4 separate regions of the Mus musculus genome follow, and all the other regions are linked to region 2. The links are chromatin contacts, called in public promoter capture Hi-C maps. All regions are on one chromosome and are shown on one strand. Each heading gives the region's core, a stretch centred on a gene start, on an enhancer-like site or on the middle of the called end of the contact. The rest is flanking DNA. Distances are from core to core; before and after follow the strand shown.

Region 1 (3,263 bases), core at 371-2,870, 160 kb before region 2:
AAGAGTATGGGGCCTCTACATCAAGAAAATGATGGAAAACAAAGAATCAGGAAACAAATCAAGGGAGCTTGCGATTTGAGAGGTGCTAAGAGAAGCTTTGATTTCTGGCTTCACTGGGTAGGTCATCCAAAGAAAACTCCAAAGCATCTTAAGTTATTCCTAACCACAGAACTCAGTCAGGCCTGCCTCAGTACCGCAAGCCTTGCACACACTTGCAGTCCCAGCTACTCGCGAAACCGAGGCAGGGCTATTGCTTCGGCAGCAGTTCCAAGGCCAGTCAGGCAACACAGCAAGACTGACTGTCTTGAGGAGGGCAAAGGGGTCAAAACAAAAGCCACTGTGTCTGGCTCAAGCCTAGCTTCCTAGACTCTAACCGCTTCAGGACAGTGGGTGGATCAGAAAAGAACAGTCGTAGGAGTGAGGAAAGAATGGCTGCTTGTGATTTCTCTCAGTACTTGCTTCCGCCAGAATAGAAAAATTGAAGTCAGCTTCCTTCCGTTTGCTCCCATGTTGCCAAGTGAAAGTCACTGTTCAAAAGGGGCAGAGCCCCTTCACAACAGCTTGAGCCAGACAAAAGTAACGCGTTCAAAGAAACCTGCAAAGTTAGGGAGAAGTCCAAACGTCCCACAGACGAACTTGGGAACAAAATGACGGAAGTGAGATGGTACCTGTAAGCTCTGAAACTCTGAAGGCGGAGACTCAAAAGACCCCGGGTTCGAGGTCTGCAGGGACTCCACATTCAAAAAACAAAACAAAAACCTACTTCCGATCAAAAACCGCGCTGTCGGGCTGGTGAGATGGCTCTGTGGGTAAGAGCACCCGACTGCTCTTCCAAAGGTCCCGAGTTCAAATCCCAGCAACCACATGGTGGCTTACAACCATCTCATAACGAGATCTGACTCTCTCTTCTGAAGTGTCTGAGGACAGCTACAGTGTACTTACATATAATAAATAAATAAATCTTAAAAAAAAAACGCGCTGTCAACCCGCACAACTTGCAGGGTGAAATGGCAAACTGTAGGTGCACCTCACCTACCTCCCGCATGCCTGTTGCCAACAATAACCGGTCCGTGCCTCCAGAAAGCCTCGGAGGGGCACCTTTACCAAGGTGTTGGAGGCTACAGGTCCCTGGCGTGGGAACGCGGCACAAAGCCCCGCCCCGCCCAGGTTAGGGACAACTTTCCGCGTCCGGGCCGACCTCAGCAGCCGGGGGCGGGTGCCGCGCTCCCGCTCCCCAGCTGTCTCTCTCCATCCTAGAGAGGACAGCCCAGCCGCGCGAGAGCCCGTGGGAAGCCGCCCGCGACACACCGGCGAGCATCGCGGAGCTCTTGGCTCAGGAGAAGAGCCTTCCCGCCTTCCCGGAGCTGAGGTCCCCGTCGGCGAAGGCGGAAGTGGTAAGACTGACGTGTCCGGGCTGCGGTGCTGCTCGCCGGGACGACCACTGGCATCGCTCGGTGGCTCGGGGAGCGAGCATCGTGGAATCCGTGGCCGGGCCGGATTGCGGGCGAACCAGAGCTCTTCCAGGAGCATTCGAATGAGCCGAGGGCGGACGCCGGCGACGTGGCAGCAGCCGCGGCAATCAGGCGCAGCGGCGGACAACCCGGAGGAGGTCCGTCGTCAGGTCCTCCGCAAGCCTACCGCTCCGGCGCCGCTGTCTGGAAGACCGGGGCAGAAGCCCAAGGGCAGCTACGGGGCCCCGTGAGGCCACTGGCGCCTCTTTGGCCAGCCGGTACCTCGCAGTGAGGACCCTGGAGCTGCGGCGAGTGCCCCTTCCGTAGCAGCGAGCCCGCCGGGCGTTGCTATAGAAACGGGTTGGCACGCGCAGCCCCGGGCTGGGGAGGCCTAGAGGCGTGAACCCTAGGTTGGGAGTACTATTGAGTGCACGCCAGGCCCCGTCTTTGGGATAGATAAGTTCTGTGGTGTGGGGATCGGGAGGCCGAAGGGAGGAGGTGGAGCCAATGGGCACTTGAGAGACCAGAACCGGGTCATCATGATTTGATTCCTAGTTTCTGTAACCACGGGATTCCCCCAACAGGTTCTGCTGCCTTAAGGATGACAGTCCTAGGGTACCCTCGAAGTTGGAGCTGCCATTGTTTGCCAGTCCTGATACTGTTGCTGGGCATAGGCCATGGGCCATGGGTGGAAGGTGTCACACACTACAAGCCCGGCGACCCTGTCATTCTATATGTCAACAAAGTGGGACCCTACCATAACCCTCAGGAAACTTACCACTACTATCAGCTTCCAGTCTGCTGTCCTGAGAAGATCCGCCACAAAAGTCTTAGTTTGGGTGAAGTTCTGGATGGGGACCGAATGGCCGAATCTTTGTACGAGATCCGCTTTCGGGAGAATGTGGAGAAGAGAATTCTGTGTCACATGCAGCTCAGTTCTGCACAGGTCAGCTGCTCTCCGCGGTACATATCACTCAGCCCTCCTTGCTAGGGACTAAGGGTGCCTTGCATCTATGGTACCTTTATGGAAATTATGTTTGGACTCCAACTACAACCCCGTGTACTTGCTTAGATGTTCCAAACTGACTTTTCAAGATAACATGGATCCAGAGATGCAGAGCGGGGAGCTTAGAGCCTAAGGCTCTTCGCTGTCAGTAATAGGTCCCAGAGTCCTGTGCAAGTCTCTCTCCTTCCGTACATGCCTCTGTTTTTTTCCATGACTTTTTTTTTTACTTTTTAGCCTTCCCTGTTACTTTTCTTTTTTTTCCTTTAGCAAATTTTGGAACTTCTTAATTCCAGTCTTTTTATACTTTGCTCCATTTATTTTTCTGAGACTTTATCCTAGCAAAGAGATCCTTGTTCTTTTTTGGGGCTAATATACCAGAATCAGTCAGTGAGTCTCAATGGAAAACAGTTTTGTACCTAGGTACTTTGGCAGTGTATAAAGACATTTGGTTTGGTTGGTTTAGGGGTTTGTTCTTGTTTTGAACATTGAGATAAGGTCTTACTATGTAGCCAAGGCTAGCCTCAAACCCAATAGTAACCTTCTAAGTGCTGGGATAACAGGTTTGTTCTATACCAGATCTCTACCCATCAACTAAGATAGGCTTTCTCTATGTAACAACAGCCCTGGATGTCCTGGAACTCTCTCTGTAGACTAGGATGGCCTTGAACTCACAAGAGATCTACCTGCCTCTGCCTCCCCAGTCCTGGGACTAAAGGCGTGCACCACCGTAGCCCATCTTGGAAATAATTTTGATTGTCACAGCTCAGTGGTACTATTGGTATGTAGTGTGTAAGGATCAAGGATGC
Region 2 (2,867 bases), core at 271-2,770:
AGGCAGGAAGGCACAGGCTGCCTTGCCTCCCTTCTGCCATGCCTTGGCCCAGCACCCATATTCTGCCTGCTCACCGTGGTTATCAGCTTTTCTCGATCCTCTGCCTTCCCCACGTGGCACACGATGCCAGTCACACTCAGGCCCTCTCCCTGTAGTGTGGCCACTGCACGGTCCACATTCTGCTGTTTGCGGCTGCTGACGACCACGTGGGCCCCATCTTCAGCCAGGCGCCGGGCGATGGCAAAGCCGATCCTACGAGGGTAAAAGGTGACACACTGTCAAGGCCTCTACCGCAGAGAAGAGGGCGAGAGCATGCGTGGGCTCTGCTTTCAGGCTTTCAGCACTGGACCCTCGCTCTCCCTGTATTCGAGCTTCACGCATTTCTACTAGGTAGAGTAGGCTTTTAATGGTGCGGACAGAAGGATAAGCTCAGATGATTTTATTATGATCTTGTCTTTTACCCCAGTTCCCGGGACTGACATCACCTGCCACAGCCTTCATGACCGATTATTGTACCTATGTCCAGTTGGGAAAGAGGGGAGAGAAATAGATGAGTGTTCAGTTGCCATGGACTTAGGGGCCTTGCTGGAAGAAGCCCATATCCCCAAATACCTCTTACCACACTACAACCTCACAATTCTATCTTTTGATATATTTGGGGGGGGCCTTCACCAAAAAAAGCATGGCTCAAAATGTAAATATCAATTACATATTTTATAATAGCCAGATGTTAGCTTTTCATAGACATCTGCATTACAGATTTTCAAGGAGTTTTTTAATTTAGTAAGGTCCTGTGGGGATTAAAAAACTGGATAGTTGAGAGTGGTGGGTGAGACAGGCTGGGCACGGAGGCCCAAATATACAGACTGAAGTAAAGATCTGGGCACGGGATCCAGGTAAGGGGTCCCTAGGGAGCAAGAACAGCAAGCAGAGCTTTGAAGCCGTGACTGGTTGTTTTGGTCTTCCCAGACTCTAGGTGGAGCTGTCGATTGGGGCAGCCCAGAAGCACCGGGACCTGGGTCCTTCTGGCAGCGCCGAGCTCTCACAAAGCCGAAGGCAACAGTGATACAAGGGCTAGCCTGTGGCAGGGCCAGGTCGGGGATTCGGAGCGATTTCAGGTCCACCATGTGGGTTTCCTTTTTCTCCCTCGGGGTGGCCTTTGGCCGCATCTGAGGCTCGAGGACAACAGTCCAGGAGTTAAAGAGTACTTGTTTCTGGATGAAGACTCTGGCTCTGGTACTCACCCGTCGGTGGAGGCTGTGACCAGGGCCACCTTATTGGAGAGAGGGTTTCGACGAGTCAACCCGGAACTGGCCATCCTCACCGACATCCACGCTTGAGTCCAACCACCTAACAGCCGTCCCGCTTTCTGCATAGTTCAGGCCAGGGGGTTGGGTTGAACTCTGCTAGGGGAGGGGACTGTTCAAAGGGCGGGAGGCTGGTCTAGCTGGGAGAGCTCTGACTTCCCAGACTGCCTGCCCCTCTTCTAGGACCGGCTCTGCGACGGCCCGGGACTAGGCGGGAGCCGCGGCGGTTGCGAGCGCTCCCTGCTGGCGCCCCGCGCCCCTTTGCCTGATTTGGGACTCCCGCAAATTCTCAGTCCAAGTTTCCTTCAAGACCCCCACACCTCTTCTACCAGAACCCCCAGCTTTTCCTGTGCCCCAGCTGCTCCTCCCACTTCTGCTGGTCCACCTTTTTTTGGGATGGGGTCTTAGGAGAGTCGTTGGAGAGGAAGCTTTGCAATTTTATTTATTTTTGTTTTGCTTCCTTAAACTCCAAATAATTCTTCCTTTATAAAAAGCCTGGGTTTGTATGCAGGACTGCACAGACAACTCATTTGGTAAAATGGTTGTTGAGCAAGCATGCTGGCCTGAGTTTGGATCTTCAGCATTAACATAAAAAGCAGGGCTTGTCACCTAACAGCTGTATTCCTAGCTTTAGATACACAGACAAGATGATTGTTGAGGCTTTTGGTCATCTGGTCTTGCCAATCCATGAGCTCCGGGCTCAGTGAAAAACCCCGTCTCAAGAAAAAGATAAGATAGGGAGTGGTAGAAAACAGTCCACGTTGACCTCTCGTATAGGCACATGTGTGCATACCCTACTCCCCCAGCCCCAGAAACACACCATGATGAGCGTAGTAAAAATGCCTTTAGACATGTAAAAAATAGCTTATTCAGGAACCCCACTACACCCATGGCTGTACTGATAACCAGAACATCACTCACTCAGGATAACCAGACACAGTCCTAGCACCCCACGATGCCCATTGGACAGTATCAAAGCAGAGACCAAGGGCAATGCTCTGCTCTGCACAGTTGGAGAGAAGCTACCCAGATCTGCCCTGTGTCTGGAGAGTCTTGCCAAGGATCCTGACCCTCGAATCAGAGACCACTAATAGAGGCTAGACCCAACCTTCAGTTAAGATATGTTACACAGCTGAGAAGCCCTGGGGAGACAGGCTTAGGACCTTAGTTAGGAATTTAGAGAGTGAACCTTGTGTGATGACCCTCTGCGTAAGAAAATAACACACACACACACACACCACACATCACATACAAGAAGGGCAAATGAATGAATGTTTTGAGACTGTCTGTGGAGGTGACACTTGTGCTCCTCACAGTGTCCATGTAGTGAGGGATGAGGAGGCCAGGTGACAAATGTGATAAGTTGTGACAGCTGGCCTAGGCCTGACACTATCTTTCCCTATGGCACAAAGTCTATTGCCAGTGGTTCTCAACCTGTGAGTCACAACCCCTTTGGGTTTGCCTAAGACTATTGGAAATATCAAATTTTTTCATTATGATTCATAACAGTAGCAAAAATTAGTTATGAAGTAGCAATGAAAATAATTTTATGACTGGGGG
Region 3 (3,231 bases), core at 639-3,138, 140 kb before region 2:
GCTGCTTAGATGGGAAATGGTGGCTGGAGTAATGTAATCTAAGTTGTGGGAGATGGAAGAAGACAGGGAAGAAAAGCCAACATAACCAGGTGAAGCCTGAGAGTAGGGTCTCGGTGGTGGGAACGGTGGGAGGTGGCAGGGAGAACACCTCTGGCGAGGACACCATCCTATCAGGTTGGCCCTTTCGTAAGCAGGATCTGGGGCTCTGCTTGCTTGCACCCAGCAACCCCCTTGTTCCATGGCAATGTCCCATTCCTAAATCTCAGCTCCAGAGTGACAGGAACACCAACTAACTCCTCCTCCTACGCTGTTATCTCGTGATTTCTGAGGGGTCCTAAGGGAGTGAACCCTACCTGAGGAATATCAAAAGGACTGGGAAGTCTAGGATCCACAGACATCTTCCCAAAAAAGGGTTCTGGGGCATCTTCCAGCGTCTCCATCATGGCCAGGCAGTTGGGAAGAAGCAAGCTAGGTCTGGGCGAGAACAGGGATGTAAAGGAGAGAGACTGAGGGTGAGTGGGATGGCTCGGCTGGTAAAGGTGATGCCACCAAACCCCACAGTCCCTAATTTCATCCCTGAATTTGAACTAGCATAAGGAAGAGAGCCCACTTTATTGGCTGTTCTCTGACCTCCACATGCATACAGTGCCCTCTCTCCCTACCCCCTTCCCGATCCTCTACCCCTACTCTCTCTCTCTCTCTCTCTCTCTCCTCTCTCTCTCTCTCTCTCTCTCTCTCTCTCTCTCTCTCTCTCTCTCACACACACACACACACACACACACACACACACACACACACACACACAATGCACGAGGCCAAGCAGCTTGGTATGGATGGTTTCAGTCCCAGGGCCTCACAGGTCAGCCTCCTCCATATCAATGCGAATCCGCAGCTGGGCACGATGTAGGTGCTCCAGGATATGCTGGATGTCTTCTGTGGGTGAAAACGGTAAAATAAACAACCTAGTCATGGCTCCTTCAGCTCTAGCCCACCTCTGGAGTCTCTAGCCTTACCCACAAGGTACTGGCACTGTTGAAAGTAGACCCTTATCACACCAATCTGAAGCTGGGCGGAGAGATAGAGGGAGAAGCGGGGGCGGGGCAGCCCGGCCACCGGAGGTTGCACTCTTACCAGCACATAATTGAGGATTTCCTCGCTGGGAGAACAAGAAGCCCTGATCAATGCAACACCCAAAAACCAGAAGCCCCACACCAGCGATTCCTCCCTCTTTTCTGGATCTTACCAGGTCTTTACCACATTCACATTTAGGTATTCACGCTTCACCAAACGGCTGCCTCGGGTTGCTGCCAGCCTGGAGGGGTGGGGGCAGGAACGGCTTGTCAAGGGGAGATCCCACTACCTGGCTCCTGGCATAGCCATCAGCCCTGTGCTCACCAGATGGTGGCGAAGCAGCCTGTGTGGCGCTGAAGCACGTTAGGATAGTAGAACATCTTTGCTCCTGGGTTCACCTTCCCTGCACCAATCCCGTTTGGATCTCAATCCGAATTCTTGAGAATACGAGATTTCCAGCACCATTGAAGAGTAGGAATTTGGACGGGGGTGTGGTAGATATGGATGCAAAAAGCCCAATTAGTAAAACGACTGACTATACAACTGAATTAGGAGGTAACCAAAGACACAGGAGCTAAGCATCCCTCCTTTGGCCATTCCTAAAAAGGTCTGCACAACGCGCACCATACCATCAGGATTCTGTCCAGGCAGAGATGCGGAGCTCCAAGAAAAACCCGGGCAGAGACACAGAACAGATCTTCAAAGAAGACTGAGTCCTCTTCTGGTCAAGAGGCCTTCTTCGACTCTGCTGCCCGCCACCACCACCACCACCACCACCACCACCGCCGCCGCCGCCGTAGTCGTCGTCGTTGAGCTTCTGGACCTTGCTCTAGGTCCTGTCGCCCTCCAGCGGGATCAGGTGCACACTCTCCAAGGCTTTGTACCACCGACAGCCAATGAGAAGCCGCGCCAGAAGAAACTCAAAGACTCCTGGAGCCAGGCAGCAGAACTCAGTTCCAGGCCATAGGCTCTTGGAGAATAGTCGCCAGCCAATCACGAGAATTCTGAGCGCTACCAAGGCATTGTGAGGTGTTCTGGCCAATGGCCTCTCGTTCTCGGGTAGTAACAAGGACTTCGCCAAGGTGCAAAGCTGACCAATAAACGGAGAGAAAATCCAGTCTCTCTCCCTGGCGACAGCTGACAAAGTATCTTTTAGGAGCCGGGGTCATGTGAAGGGCAGATGCCTTGGTGCTGTTTATGATACAGAGATGTAAGAGAAGGTACCTTGCCTGAGCATAGGACCTGTCCTTACTCCTAAATTTCACCAACCCGATTTTGTGCCCAGTAAGGGTCTGTGCTGTGCTAAGTGCAAGAAACTGTGTGAGGTGGCCTTTTATTCAACAAGAAAGAAAACAGCCAAGGGAGCTGTAACTACAAACTCCTATAATCTCAGCTGCTACTTGGAAGGGAGGCAGGTTCAAAGCCAGCCTAGACAATTTGAACACTAGCTCTAAGCAAAAAACAAAACAGGCCAAGAGTGGTGTGCACACCTCTTGAAGGGACTGAGGTAGCAGAATAAACTCTACTATAAGCTGCTGTACTTGGAAAAAGCTACTGCCTGCTGTCCTTGAAGCGATATGCCCCCCAGCATTGAGAGGCCAACATTCCTTTACCCTTTCATGTAATGCCAGGGCTAAGAAACCCCTGCTTGCAGGTTTTTTTCCTTTATAAACCCCTTCACCTAGAGCTGGGGTCACTCTCCTTCCTGTTCCATCAGGAAGGTTTGTAGCCCAAGCTCGAGCTTGAATAAAGACTCTCACAAGTATTTGCATCAGAATTGGGGGCCCTGGTGGTCTCTTGGGGAAGCAGGGGTCTCATGAGCTGGGCATAATACTTTTATCTCAGCAACAGGAGGATCTCTTAAGAGTTTGAGACTGGCCTGGTCTACAGACCAGTTAGGGAGAGATAATGAAATCCTGTCTCAAAAAAAAAAAAAAAAAAAAAGTAAAAAGTAAAAAGTAAAAACTGGGCTGGAGATGTGGAAATGTAGCTCAGTCGTAGAAAGCCTGACTGGCATATATGTGTATATACATATATACACATATGCATATTCACATATATACATATGTACACACATACACACACAAGGCCCTGAGCTCAGCTCAGTACTGCAAGAAAGGGAAACGACAACAACAAAAACCAGCCTTTGATCCAAGCACT
Region 4 (2,938 bases), core at 364-2,863, 200 kb before region 2:
GACAAGGCCACATCTACTCCAACAAGGCACACCTCCTAATAGTGCCACTTACTCTCTGGGCCAAGAATATTCAAACCACCCCAGAGTTATTGCTGAATAAACTCGCCCCTTTTTAGTTCTTTCTGACTTCTGTCCATCTGGTTCAACTCAGCTGTTCTGGCTCAAACTCTTCTCCCAGCTGACTAATTCAATCTGGCTTCTCTGAATTGCTGTTTGACCTCAAACTAACTTTAGCAATCTTTTCTAATCTTCTGGCTCTTTCTCATGTTCTTACTTGTTCTGTCTTTACCTGTGCATGCCCCCCCCCCCTCTGTAACCTCCATCCCAGGAGACTTAAATCTTCACCTGCCCTCCATGGGCACTCCACACACATGGTTCACAGACATACATTCAGACAAAACACTGGTCCACATTAAATAAAAATAAAGTATCAAAAGAGTTAAATTAATACATGATAGCTTTAAAAAGGAAATTAATTTCTCAGCTTTAAAAACAATGTGTAACTAGATTGGACTTCTACCCAGAACCATGCAAGCAACAAGGGAGTAAAGTATTTACAGTACTGAAAACAAGGGGGAAAAAAAAAAACCCCATCTCACGCCGGGATTTAGAGGTGTGCACCAGCACACTCTGTGGGAAAATTCTTTAGAAAAAATGAAAGTGGGGCTGGAGAGATGGCTCAGCGGTTAAGAGCACCGACTGCTCTTCCAGAGGTCCTGAGTTCAATTTCCAGCAACCACATGGTAGCTCACAACCATCTGTAGTGGGGATCCAATGCCCTCTTCTGGTGTGTCTGAAGAGAGTAATGTGTACTCATACATAAAATAAATAAATCTTTAAAGAAAAAATGAAAGTGGTAAGGTCAGAAATGACAGAAAAAAATATGAAGAAAACCCACTTCAACATTAACATCCAGTGTAGTACTTTGGTACTGGGTCTGGAAAGGCTCTGAATACTGATCTGGAGAACCAAGGCAAAGTGTGAGCCATGAGTCTGGGAATGGAGGAAACCATTCAAATAATGGGCAGGTTTCATAAAATTCCTGCAAGGTGGGCAAGGCAGATAATTAATTTAAGCAACAAAGTAAAGCTGTACACAGTGTGCCCGGTTCTGTCCTTGGGGAGAGCAAGAAGAGTCAACCCACTAAAGGACTCCATCAAGTTAGTGCTCAAAAGAAACTTGGAAAAGGAAGCCCTTAAATATTATAAACTACACGAAACAGCAAAGATGTGGCACAGAAAAGCATAAAACGGCTGTCATCCTACTGTCCAGGAGAACCCTGACTAGCCCTAGGATATTTCAAACTATATTCGTTTAGGCACCGGCGAGTCAGGACAGGAGGGCGGAGTTACCACTCAGGCCTGTGTTTGGTTTTTTGAAACGAGCGAGCGCCCTCTTCTGTTTCGCGAGAGGAATGGCAGAATTTTTCCTGGGAGCGGCTGGCGGCCCGGGAAGGGCTTGGCAGACGCTGATTCAGACACCTAGGTTTACAGCTTGCAGGGGTGATGGAGAGTGACGCTAGGTCGTACGTCACTTTCACAGTGCAGGGGACCTCGTGACGTCACAGCTCCCTCCGCGGCCTCTTCCGGGGAGGGAAGCCGCGCGCCCAGGCGGAAGTGACGTACTCCTGCGTTTCCCTCAGTGGCGGCATTTTAAGTTTAGTGATCTGGACAGGTTGATACACTTAAGTCACCGCCTGAGAGGAGACTGCGGGGTTCCCGTGGCTCCGCGAAATGGGCCCAGCTGGTCCGCCGACCTTCCGGTGCAGATGAGAGAAGCGGGGCTCCGCCTACGGGAGCGTCCGGGAAGCCTGGGTTGAACGAAAGGAGGAAAGGGCGCCCGCGGGCCATGGCCCCACCTCCAGGGGTAGGTCCCGCGTCTCTGCGGTTTGCTGCCGCCGCCAGCTGGCTGGTAGTCCGCCGTCGCCGCGTAGAGCACTTCCCGAAAGTGGTGGAGTTTCTGCAGTCCTTGCGCGCTGCTGCCCCCGGCTTGGTTTGCTACCGGCACCATGAACGCCTGTGTATGAGCCTAAAGGCCAAGGTACTAGAGAGAAGGACGTCTGGTTGGGACTAAGATCGGCTGGAAAAGGGTAGGTGTTCTGAGCCCTGTACCGTGCAGGTGGTGGTGGAGCTGATCCTGCAGGCGCGACCCTGGGACCAGGTCCTGAATGCCCTGAAGCATCACTTCCCAGCAGAGTCCAGAACAGTAAGTACCACTGGACCCCGAAGCTGTGAGTGCTATCTTGGGCAGACCAAACTCAGGCCTGATGCAACCAAGTTGCCCCTGGGTCCTAGCGACACCTCCTCACCCAAATTTTCCTGTCTTCAATATCCTCAACAGACAAAAGAAGACAGGAAGCTTTTGGAGGCACGGGAAAATTTTTGCTTGCTTGTGAAGCACCTGTCAGAGGACCCGCCTTCGAGCCTGCAGGTGAGAATGGTTGGTTTGGAGGATGTTATGGGATTCCTGTTTTGTTTTGTTTTGTTTTCTAAAATTCATCTGACCTGCTTCACTTTCCCACATACAGGAACTAGAACAAGACTATGGGGAATCCTTTCTAGTTGCCATGGAAAAGCTGTTGTTTGAATACTTGTGTCAGCTAGAGAAAGCACTGCCTCCAGTCAGAGCACAAGAGGTTGTTGAGAAAGAAACACTTTAAGGGCGGAAGGCTGGGTGGCTTCCCCGAGAACTATGATCTTCCTATCTGTCGCCTTGCCCACAGCTTCAGGATGCTCTAAGTTGGAGTCAGCCGGGCTCGTTCATCACTTCTTCGGTTGCTTTGCACCAGTATGGTATGGACATGGGGTGGACATTTCCAGGTAAGAGGATCAGCGGAGATAACTAGCAATTTGGAGGTTAGTGTTTAGCTCTACCAAACCTGAGTCAGCCGAATGGAAGTTATATGGGCCTGTAACACAAACCTGAGTTTTAACCTAGT

Evidence for each region. Promoter capture Hi-C pulls out the DNA fragments that hold promoters and counts their contacts. Capture Hi-C pulls out chosen DNA fragments and counts their contacts.
Region 1: a contact with region 2 is called in a promoter capture Hi-C map of erythroid cells, with 6 times the contacts expected there. The contact joins the promoter of Tm9sf1 here to the promoter of Dhrs4 in region 2. A contact is called at or near these places in 9 of 39 promoter capture datasets (cranial neural crest, embryonic stem cells, erythroid cells and 6 more), 1 of 484 Hi-C or Micro-C datasets (B cells), 3 of 115 datasets of contacts at active chromatin or transcription factors (the SCID.adh cell line, embryonic stem cells and memory CD8 T cells) and 3 of 9 other capture datasets (adipose tissue, liver and pancreatic islet).
Region 3: a promoter capture Hi-C map of pancreatic islet shows a contact between it and region 2. The contact joins the promoter of Rec8 here to the promoter of Dhrs4 in region 2. A contact is called at or near these places in 2 of 115 datasets of contacts at active chromatin or transcription factors (embryonic stem cells and memory CD8 T cells) and 3 of 9 other capture datasets (adipose tissue, liver and pancreatic islet).
Region 4: a contact with region 2 is called in a promoter capture Hi-C map of liver. The contact joins the promoter of Tinf2 here to the promoter of Dhrs4 in region 2. A contact is called at or near these places in 4 of 39 promoter capture datasets (erythroid cells, fetal liver, hematopoietic stem and progenitor cells and 1 more), 1 of 115 datasets of contacts at active chromatin or transcription factors (memory CD8 T cells) and 3 of 9 other capture datasets (adipose tissue, liver and pancreatic islet).

What each region holds. Positions count from the first base shown.
Region 1 is chr14:55,641,728-55,644,990 of GRCm38.p6, reverse strand. It overlaps Tm9sf1 (transmembrane 9 superfamily member 1), which reads left to right and starts at 1,620. Exons shown (of 5, transcript NM_001360063.1): 1 at 1,620-2,397. The coding sequence starts at 2,053. It also overlaps a transcript of Tssk4 not described here.
Region 2 is chr14:55,477,411-55,480,277 of GRCm38.p6, reverse strand. Dhrs4 (dehydrogenase/reductase (SDR family) member 4) reads right to left here and starts at 1,520. Exons shown (of 8, transcript NM_001037938.2): 1 at 1,245-1,520; 2 at 75-252. The coding sequence starts at 1,375.
Region 3 is chr14:55,616,823-55,620,053 of GRCm38.p6, reverse strand. Rec8 (REC8 meiotic recombination protein) reads right to left here and starts at 1,888. Exons shown (of 20, transcript NM_020002.3): 1 at 1,701-1,888; 2 at 1,396-1,508; 3 at 1,244-1,312; 4 at 1,014-1,156; 5 at 858-933; 6 at 354-474. The coding sequence starts at 1,451.
Region 4 is chr14:55,680,492-55,683,429 of GRCm38.p6, reverse strand. Tinf2 (Terf1 (TRF1)-interacting nuclear factor 2) reads left to right here and starts at 1,613. Exons shown (of 9, transcript NM_145705.3): 1 at 1,613-2,040; 2 at 2,119-2,205; 3 at 2,341-2,430; 4 at 2,528-2,635; 5 at 2,723-2,819. The coding sequence starts at 1,849. It also overlaps a transcript of Gmpr2 not described here.